2 separate regions of the Sus scrofa genome follow, and region 2 is linked to region 1. A link is a contact called in public targeted proximity ligation data. All regions are on one chromosome and are shown on one strand. The core of a region is the stretch at or near the end of the contact, and the rest is flanking DNA. Distances in the headings are between cores, read along the strand shown.

What was found.
Region 2: a contact with region 1 is called in a targeted proximity ligation map of skeletal muscle. A contact is called at or near these places in 12 of 47 Hi-C or Micro-C datasets (embryonic fibroblasts, epiblast stem cells, fetal skeletal muscle and 5 more) and 1 of 2 datasets of targeted methods (skeletal muscle).

The regions. Positions count from the first base shown.
Region 1 is chr3:125,131,743-125,136,927 of Sscrofa11.1, reverse strand. GREB1 (protein GREB1) reads left to right here. Exons shown (of 33, transcript XM_021087828.1): 16 at 898-1,093; 17 at 2,784-2,920. Among named protein-coding and RNA genes, the nearest start is that of NTSR2, 52 kb to the right of the region's middle.
Region 2 is chr3:125,245,329-125,250,513 of Sscrofa11.1, reverse strand. It overlaps E2F6 (transcription factor E2F6), which reads right to left and starts at 2,282. Exons shown (of 8, transcript XR_002342859.1): 1 at 867-2,282.

The sequences.
Region 1 (5,185 bases), core at 1,373-3,872:
AGCACTGATTTTTTTTTTTTTTTTTTTTTTTTTTTTTTTAAATCTCCCCTAGATTTACAGGAGAGAAGGCCCAGGCCACTGTCCCACAGACAGAGGCTGAGATGTGCTTGTCTCTTCGGTCCCTTGTGGAAATGCTTCCCATTCCTGGTCTTATACTTTTATTTATTTATTTATTTGATTTTTTTCCCATTTTTTGAAAGTTTTTTTTTCCCGAGACCGTATTTTTATTGTTTTCACTTTTGTTTTTTTATTACAGTTGATTTACAGTGTCGTGATGATTCCTGCTGTACAGCAAACGGATTCAGTTATCCACATACACGCATTCATTCTTTTTCAGATTCGTTTGCTTCTTTTTTGTTTGTTTTTTGGCTGTGCCCACAGCACGCAGACGTTCCCGGGCCAGGGATCGAACCCGTGCCGCAGCAGTGGCAACACCAGATCTTAACCATCTGAGCCACCAGGGAACTCCCCTAAACTTTTAAATTTAGTGTCAGATTTACCCGTTCACGTCCTCTTTGGATCATGTTGGGGTCTGTAGGACTTTAGGGAAAAGAGTCGAAGGAGGCAGGTGCCCCGGCAGAGGGGGCCACCCCCAGGCTGAGCATCCCTCGGCTAAATGCGCAGGTGGGTGATGGAGCTTGCAGGTGATCTTCTATAAATACGGTTCCCCCGCCACACTTTGGATGTGTATCAGGGGACTCCTGGGCAGGTCCCAGAAGTGCCGTCATTTTTCAAAATTTCATTTTCCTCGTCGTAGGCAGAACCGTAAGCTCTGATCGTCGGCAGAGGTGGCGGGCTTGCGATCAGGGTATCCTCCTGCTCCATCCTGGTAAAGTCGCGGCACGGGGCCTGGCATTCCACTCACGGCTTCTTCTTTCTCCCCCTTTCCTCCCTCAGTAGTGCTGTCCACAACCTCTATTCGCAAAGCGACCCGTCCGTGGGGCTGGTGGACAGATTGCTCAACTGCAAAGAGGTGAAGGAAGCGCCCAACATCGTGACGCTCCACGTGACCTCCTTCCCGTACGCGCTGCAGACGCAACACACCCTCATCAGCCCTTACAACGAGATCCACTGGCCTGCCTCCTACAGTAACGTGAGTGCCCCTGGGCTGCTGGGCCCGGAGTAGCCGTGACCTTGCGCTGGGAGAGATTCTGTTCAGCAAAGATCTGACGGGCTAGGAAGTTCCCGTCGTGGCTCAGCAGTAATGCACCCGCCTGATATCCACAAGGACGCAGGTTCGATCCCTGGCCCCGCTCAGCGGGTTAAGGATCCGGCGCTGCCGTGAGCTGTGGTGTAGCTCGCAGATGCGGCTCGGATCCAGCGTGGCTGTAGCTGTGGTGTAGGCCGGCAACAGTAATGCCAATTCAACCCCTGGCCTGGGAACTTCCATGAGCCGCAGGTGCGGCCCTAAAAAGAAAATAAAAAATAAAAAAAGATTTGACTGACTTGCCAAATTGGGGGTCAGTGGGTTCCAGCCCTTGAGATCTTTGACTCCGTGTATGGTAAGATTTAAGCCCTTCCTGATTTTTGGAAACCTTCCTGCAATGCATTGGTTGGCTTCCTATCGTAGAACATTCGAGGCAATGAAACACAGTTGGTTCATTGTTTCTCTGGTGACAGAAGTTTGCGTTCCAAACACTTGCGCTGCTGGCGTTGCACGTAGAGCCTCCAGGGCTGTGGGGATGTGGGCGTAGAGTCGGGGTGACTCGAAGTTTGTCTAGAAGCCCTGTTTTTCCCCTCCCTGCCTCCTTCGGCAGCAAGGGTCAGAATCTCCTTCCTCAAACTGAACACACAGCCACAAAACCTGGCGAAAGTTGTTTCCGCTTGTCACTTGCCATTTTCAAATCAAAAGAGAAGACAACAGTAATTTCTGGTTGGTTGAGAAATCGGAGTGGTTGGATTCTGGCTAATTACACAAGCAGATCGTAGACCTCATGTTCTGGATTTGGGGGAGTGTCTCAGAGTCACCCAGGGAACTTCTGAAGGTGCTGACACTCCTGTCCAGCTGATGGAGAATCAGAGGTGGCAACAGCAGCTATTTTTAGGTAGTGCTTATGGTGAGCCCGCAGGCACCGTTCTAAGTGTGTCACCCGATGAACTCATAGAAGATGCAGCTGCTCGGATGATTTCGGACTTATCTATGGGGAAAATGAGACAGAGGGGAGGAGTGAAGCCACTTGCCCAAAGTCCTGCCGCTAGAAAGTTCTAGAACCAGGATATGACCCAGGACAGCCAACTCCCTGGCCTTCCCGCTTAACCGCTATGCTTCATGGGGTAAAGTTCATGCGTGTGCAATTTTAGCAACTTCCCCCAATGTTGCTGTGCTCTGAGGTTTGATAGGCTCCGGGGTTAGTTGGGGAGGAATTTTCTATCACGGGGAGTAAAATTGATTAGATCGGTACCTTTCTGCTGATTTCAGTTGAGGGCAAACGAGTTGATTGGCCTTTCTCTAAAACCAGCTGAACCTGTTGGAAAGAAGCAGGTTTCACAAAGCAAGTTGTGGGTTTAAAAAAAAAAAGAAAGATGAGGCTGATTTTCTTCTTGGCAAAGGCCCTGGGGTCAAGTGAATGGAAAAGTCTTGGCAGGAGGCCCCAGGCTTTACGCAGGCGCGCTCTCTGCTCCGGGTCCACTGAGGAAAGGCATTTATGTGTGTCATCCAGGGACTGCAGAGTCAGTACCCTGCAGACCAAAATGTCCATCCAGGTCCCCCGTGCCCCTGTCACGTGATCCTCAGCCCCCCGCAAGTGCGATGTTTGCGTGACCCGTGTGCCTCTCTGTTTTAGGGAGTGGACTTGTATCCTGAGAACAAGAAGTACTTCGGGCTGTCGGAGTTCATCGAATCCACCCTCTCTGGACACAGCCTGCCCTTGCTCAGATACGACAGCTCTTTTGAGGCCATGGTCACTGCCCTGGGGAAGAGGTACCCATCTGCCCTTTTTTTTTTTTCTTGTTTTGTCTTTTTAGGGCCATACCTGCGGCATATGGAGGTTCCCAGGCGAGTGGCCCAGTTGGAGCTGTAGCTGCCGGTGTACGCCACAGCCACAGCAACCAGGGATCCGAGCTGCCTCTGCAACCTACACCACAGCTCAGAGCAACAACGGATCCTTAACCCACTGAGCGAGGCCAGGGATCGAACCTGCCTCCTCATGGATGCTAATTGGGTCCGTTACCCGCTGAGCCACGACGGGAACTTCCCACCTGTCTTGAAGTCACTCAAAACGCTCAGGAGTCAAGGGCGAGGTGAGGCATGTGCACCCCAGGGGCTCACCTCCCTGCCTTCTTGGGTGACTCAGCCCCTCTGCCAAAGGGACCTTCGTTTACTTCTTATCTTGCATTTGGGGCTAGTGATGTTGTGCTGTGGCTCCAGAAAATTCTGCAGCTGAGAATGAGGGGAAAGATGCTGGCAGGTGGCCTTGCACGTCTGAGGGTCACAGGGGCAGGAAAACGGGCCGTGAGACACCAAAGGGCGTGAGGGAGGAGCGTGGCTGTCACAGTGGGCTTTGTCTCACTCCCTCGGCGTGGCATCTTTCAGGTGCTCATTGTGTGCCTTTCTCCAGGAGCCTTCCTCTCATCGTCTTCCTTCGTTCTCCTGACCTCTCCGAGCCTTGGTATTGTTCCCATTTGCAAATAAACTGAGACTCAGAGACCCCATGACTTTCCCAGGCCACACGTCCAGCAAGTGACAGAACTGGGTGTGCACCCAGAGTCAGTGCGACTCTATGGCTTACTTTTTTTTATCTTCTGAGGGCCGCAGCTTCAGCATATGGAAGTTCCCAGGCTAGGGGTCGAATCGGAGCTGCAGCCACCGGCCTACATCACAGCCACAGCCACGCTAGATCCAAGCTGCATCTACAGCCCTCACCACAGCTCACGGCGACGCCGGATCTTTAACCCAGTGAGCGAAGCCAGGGATCAAACCTGCATCCTCATGGACACAGGATCAGATTCGTTTCTGCTGAGCCACGATGGGAACTTCCCGGCTTAGCTTTTCAACCCTATCCCAGCAGACTCCCGAGGAGAACTACCAAACCTGCCATTTTACAGATGATGCAACTGAGTCTCAGGGAGGTTAAGGACCCGCATCCACACAATTTATACGTGTAAAACTAGGCCAAGTTTTACAGGCTGTCTAATGCAAAACAAAAAGAACAACAACGAGCTGCTGCTCATTGTCAGTGGTGAACTGGGCTCTGCCATCTCCCCTCACAGCACCTCATTTTTCTCACGTGCCAACGGGGTTTTAAATTAGACTTGTAGGGAGTTCCCATCATGGCTCAGCAGTAAAGAACCCAGTTAGTATCCATGAGGATACAGGTTCGATCCCTGGCTCTGCTCAGTGGGTTCTAAGGATCCGGCGTTGCCATGAACCGTGGTGTAGGTTGCAGATGTGGCTCGAATCCCGAGTTGCTGTGGCCGTGGTGTAGGCCGGCAGCTGTCGCTCCGATTCCACCCCTAGCCTGGGAACTCCATATGCCACGGGTGCGGCCCTAAAAAGACGAAAATAAATAAATAAATAAGATGTACTTGCCAAGCGGTGTTCCAGGCTGTACTGCTCCACACTAATGGCTGTTATTCCAGAAGGGGTTCCACGGTCATACGTGTTTGATAAACGTTACCTTTCACAAAAGATTCTTTTCCCATAGAGTTCTCAGAGCCTGGGATGGGCCGTCTGCTATTAATCTCCAGGAGCCGGGGCCTGCAGCATCTCCAGCATCTCATGGGATGTTCCCAGCATGCATTTTGGGAAACAAAAGCTTTTTAGCTCTGTGATGCTGAGGGGTTGAGTCAGGCCACTTGTCACTCACAGATTGAAGCCTGAGCTCTCATAACCTTGCTGAGGAAAGATGCCTTCCCAGATTTTATACCGATGCTGGGAGAACTGGCCTTTGCTCTGCCTCTGCTTCTCTGTCTGGCTCCCCAGCTTCTCAGGCAGCAAACATGGGTTGCATGTTTAATGAGCCGCAGGTGTTGGGCCAGTATCTACAGTTATGGCCTGATAGAATCTTCACAGTGGCACAGGGAGCTAGGAGACACAGTTCTCCCCATTCCACAGAGAAAGAAGCAGGGACTCGGTTAGGTCACTTGCCCAAAGTTATGTGGGGGGGGGGTGGTTTGTAGTGAATCCAGACCAAATGCTGGTCCCTTGACTCCAAAACAGTAGACCCATTCAGCCAAACAGAGCAAG
Region 2 (5,185 bases), core at 1,033-3,532, 110 kb before region 1:
TCCAGAGTCAGACCCTATGAGGTCAAATCCAGGTCTCCGTATTTACTGTCTAACCACAGGCAAGTCACCTAACATCTCCAAGTCTATTCGGGCAACTGTAAAACGAGAATAATCCCTGAGGACTGCTGCCTGGAATTAAATGAGATGATGCTCATGAACTATTTTTGAGCACCGAATCCTCCCCAGTCTCTGGGCAAACTGACTTGGGGAAATGCTTAGTTCCTGGTAAAAGGAAGAAATCAGCAGAGATGTTGAAGATGGGGGCGCGCGGGGGGGGGGGCAATGAAAAATGGTGGCTGCTTCAAGGGCTCTGAGAATCAAGGAGAATATATTGCATCTAGTCCGGAGCAATAGAGGAAATTGACCTTCTTCAGGGAGTTCCATGTCCCTTCCACTTCCTCTGTCAAACAGGAGGGAAAAATAACTTGCTGACTGGGGAGCCGGGCGGTGGGAAATGCAAGGTGTGGACAGTTTTAAATGGCTGCACTTAAGTAGGAGGAAGAACTGCAAGGAAGAACACAAGCGAGAGAACTTGCAGAGATCCACTGAGAGTCCGGAGGAAACCGAAAAGCATGATCATCTTAGGCGAAGTTGAGCGATTTTCTCCAACGCTGCTCTGTAGCCGACTTTGCAAAAGCCAAGGAGGCTGACAACATATCTGCCAGCAGATGCAAAGAAGGCGAGAGTTGAAGTGAGAGACCGGTCGGTTCACAAGACGTGATAGGCAGTACGCGCCAGGAGACGGAGGAGCAGCCCCGGGCCAGCCCCGGGCAGCGCACCCCCGAGACGACGGCCAGTCTGGCCTCGCCGCCGGCTTGGGGACCTCCCACCCCGCCGCTGGGACCCCCGCCTTTCCCGGGACTTACCAGCAGGCCCTCCACGTTGATGGGGTCTCGGCAGCGGCGGCGCACCGTCTCCTCCGCCGGGTCCACGAGCAGGCTGGGCAGCTTGCGCGCCGGCCGCTGCTGACTCATGCTGCCCGGCCGGCCGCCCCTCGCCCTCGCACCCTGCGAGCTCTCCCGCCTTCTCCCGCTCCACTCGGGCGCCGCCCCCAAGACGCCGGGTCCCGGGAGCCTGCACCCGCCGGGTCCCTGGCCTGCTCCGAGGCGCCGCCTGCCTAGGCCGGCCCGCGGACGGACGCGCCGCTGCCCCACGACCTCGGGACTTGGGACGCGGGCGGGAAGAGAGCAGGATGACCCGCGGGGCTCAGGACGCCCGGCCCGCCATCTTCCCGCATGCGCAGTGCGCCGCCCCCAGTGCGCATGCCCGCGGCGCCCGGCGCGCTCCCACGCGCCCCTCGGCTCCCGGAGGCCGGAGCGCGGGAAAGCCCGGAGGGCGGAGCTCCCGGAGGGGACGGCGAAGGGAGCGGACGGAAGACGTGGAGCAGGAATTCCCGGCGAAGGGGACGGGGCGAGAGAAAAGAGGCCGCCAGGTCGACGCAAGGGTCTCCTCGGAGCTCTTGGCACTACGGCCACTGGTAACTGAACGTGCTGAACGCTCAGTTTATCTTGAGCTCCCTCCGCACTTCTCAGGCACTTGCTCAGTGTTGAGGCTTCGGAAATGTTGATAACCAAACCGCCGTGGACGGACTGACTAGTATGCATCTTTCTTTCCCTTTTCTTCCCTCCTTTCACTTGAGGAATAAATGATTGGTTCCCCGTGGTGCCAGATATTGTGGTGGGCGCAGGAGAGAGTCATTGGGATCTGGCACGATTTCAGATGCCGGTGGAAAAAACAAAGAAAGGAACATTTAAAGCTGGGGCCAGAAGGTGTGCTTTCAGATCCCGGAGCCCGCTGCTTAGCGGATAAGACTAACTAAACTACCTAATCGCTGTGTGCTTCTGTTTCCTCATCTGTTCAGTGGGATTAAGGTTGTGGGGAGAATTAAGTGACTTAATGAATGCAGATTACTTAGCACCAGGAACAGCACCGTGTTTGATATAAATGCTCAAGTTCAGGGTGGAGTTCAGCAACTGAACGGTGATGGTTGGACTAGGGGCTTCTAGGCAGCCTGGGTGGGCTGGGAAGGCGTCCGGAGGAAGACGGGGTCAGAGGAATTCTTTAATCTTTGTGTCTCCAGAGTCTAGCCCAGTTCGTGGCAAACAGTAAGGGCCCGTCAAGGAATGATTTGAAGTAAAAGATAAATGAATGATTTAAAGTAAAAGATAACCTAGGGAAGCCTCTAGAAGACTGGATTTTGTGGCAGAAGGGAGAATTTCCCGGAGTGGTTAAATAACACCTTTACCAACCAGAATCCCTGGGAAGGCAAGCTTTGGAGACCAGAAGTGGATTTTTTTTTTTTTTTCCTTTTTTGCTGCCCCTTGTCATATGGGATTCCTGGGCCAGGGATCCGATCCCAGCTACAGTTGTGACCTATGCCGCAGTTACAGCAACACCAGGTCCTTAACCCATTGTGCCCGGCCAGGGATCAAACCCTTCGTCCCAGTGCTCCAGAGACATCAATGATCCTATTGTGCCGCAGTGGGAACTCCCAGAAATGGCTACTTTTAATAAGTAAGACATAGTTCAGATTTTACCATTTGAAGCAACATGGATGGACTTGGAGAGCAATTGCTAAGTGAAATAAGTCAGAGAAAGACAAGTACTTCATGGTATCACTTATATGTGGAATCTAAAAAATACAACAAAGTAGTGAATAAATCAAAAACGTAGACTCAGTATGTATAGAGAACAATCTAGTGGTTACCAGTGGCGAGAAAGATGGGGGAGGGGCAATATGGGGGAGGGGATGAAGAGGTACAAACTATTATGAATGAATAAGCCGCAAGTTCCCTTGTGGTGCAGTAGGTGAAGGATCTGGTGTTATTGCAACTGTGCTGCGGGTTGGAACTGTGGTGTGGGCTCAGTCCCTGGCCTGGGAACTTCTGGATGCTGCATGTGCAGCCAGAAACAAAAAAAATAATAAGCTACAAGGATATATTGTACTACATGAGAGAATAAAACCAATATTTTATAATAACCATAAACAGGATATAATGTTCAAAATTATAAATCACTATAGTGCACACTTGTAACATATAATATGGTTCATCAACTATACTTCAGTTTAAAAGATTACAAAGATAGGGAGTTCCCACTGTGGCTACTATCCATGAGGATACAGGTTCAATCCCTGGCTTCACTCAGTGGGTTAAGTTTCTGATGTTGCAGTGGCTGTGGTGTGGGCTGGCAGCTGCAGCTCTGATTCAATCCCTAGCCTGGGAACTTCCATATGTGAAGGGGTGGCCCTAAAAAGCAAAAAAAAAAAAAATTACAAAGATAAATAAGAGGGAGTTCCCTCATGGCTCAGTGGGTTAAGGACCCAGCATTTTCACTGCTGTGGCTCTGGTTATGGCTGTGTTGTGTCTTCAATCCCTGACCCGGGAACTTTTGCATGTCACAGGCACAGCCAAAAAAAAAAAAAAAAAAAAGGTAAATAAGACATTAATCCAGCGTTTGTTGTATGTACTTCACACATTTTCTTATGTACATTTTATATCCAAAACTGAGGTATTTTCCTGACTCATTTACAGAACAAGAAAATGAAGATTAGCAAGATTACAAAAATTACCAAAGGTCCTGGCTAGGCAGTGATGGAGGCAGGATTTGACTTACTTTATAGCTGATTTATCTGGTATGCAGATCCTTGGGAAGTTTTTTTTTTTGTTTTTTTGTTTTTTTTTTGGCTTCTTAGGGCCACCTCCACAGCACATGGAGGTTCCCAGGATAGGGGTCAAATTGGAGCTGTAGCTGCTGGCCTACACCACAGCCACAGCAACACTGGATCCTTAACCCACTGAGCAAGGCTGGGAATCGAACCTGCGTCCTCATGGATGCTAGTCAGATTCATTTCCACTGAGCCATGACGGGAACTCCTTGGGAAGATTCTTGAAGGAGTCAGAGGTGGGGTCAGATGAGTGAAGGTGGGTGGGTCGGGATAAGGGTGGCGGGCACTGCAGGCTAAAGGCAGAGTGCGAGCACAGCTGTGGAGAGTCAGGGTCATGACACAGCCCTCCCGACACAGTGCATGTGCTTTGGCTTTACCCCGAGAAAATTATTTGCACATTTTTTTGAGCCCTTGCCTGGCAGTAAAGCAGGTGCTGGGGAGAGAACTAAGTTGAAGGGGGGATCTTTTACCTTGTGCTCCAGTAGCCCCCAACATAACCAGAAGGCTTAAGTACTAAGTTAAAATGTGAATTGCAGCTCCCATTGTGGCTCAGGGGGTAAGAACCTGATATAGTGTCCATGAGGATGCAGGTTTGATCCCTGGCCTCGCTCAGTGGGTTAAGGATCCAGTGTTGCTGTGAGCTGTGGTGTAGGTCGAAGGCATGGCTCAGATCCCATATTGCTGTGGCTGTGGTATAGGCCGGCAGCTGCAGCTCTGATTCAACCCCTAGCCTGGGAACTTCCTTATGCCATAGGTGCAGCCCTAAAAAATAAATAAATAAATAAATAAATAAATATGTGTAATATGAAGCACAGAGAAGGAAGAAAAAAATATCAGGGTGGTATAAATCACAGGAGCTTTTTCACACATCTCCCGGGGATGTAGCTATTTCTAGAACATGTTAGGGATAAAGACACAGAGGCTCGGAGAGGTTAAGTGACCTGCTCAGGGCTTCATCCTCAGGCAGCTCAAACACAGGACTTCAGCTACCAAACCCTTTGCTTTGTTCACTGTGTCCTACTGTGATGCACAGTCACAGTTTCCAGCAGAGAAATTCCAGATTTCCATTTCCAGTCCTGTTTTTTTGGAGTTTTTCCTGGGGCAAAATGGAGCCAGGGCAAAGTAGGGTGTGGGCTTTGGGGCTTAAAAATTGAAGCTAACAAATTGGCCAAGTGCACAGGTGCATCTGAGGGATGCTGAAAGGTCTTACCTATCAAGGATAGTTTCCCTTCCTTCTGTGGTAAAAATTCCTCCCCAGAGGTCTCTGAGGAAATGGCCACGTCCAATAGGGCTTTCTGTGATAATGGAACTCTTTTGTGATGTCCAGTATGGTAGCCACACACGGCTGATGAGCCCTTGAGGTGCGGCCAGCAAGGCACTGAATTTTAGATCAATTTCCTTTTGATTTTAATACCCAGCTGACTATACCATGTGGGATAGCATGGGTGAAGGTACGAAAATGTGGGCATCACCCAGCCTGGCAAGAGTCTAGGTGCGGTCTGTGGACCTCAGCATTGC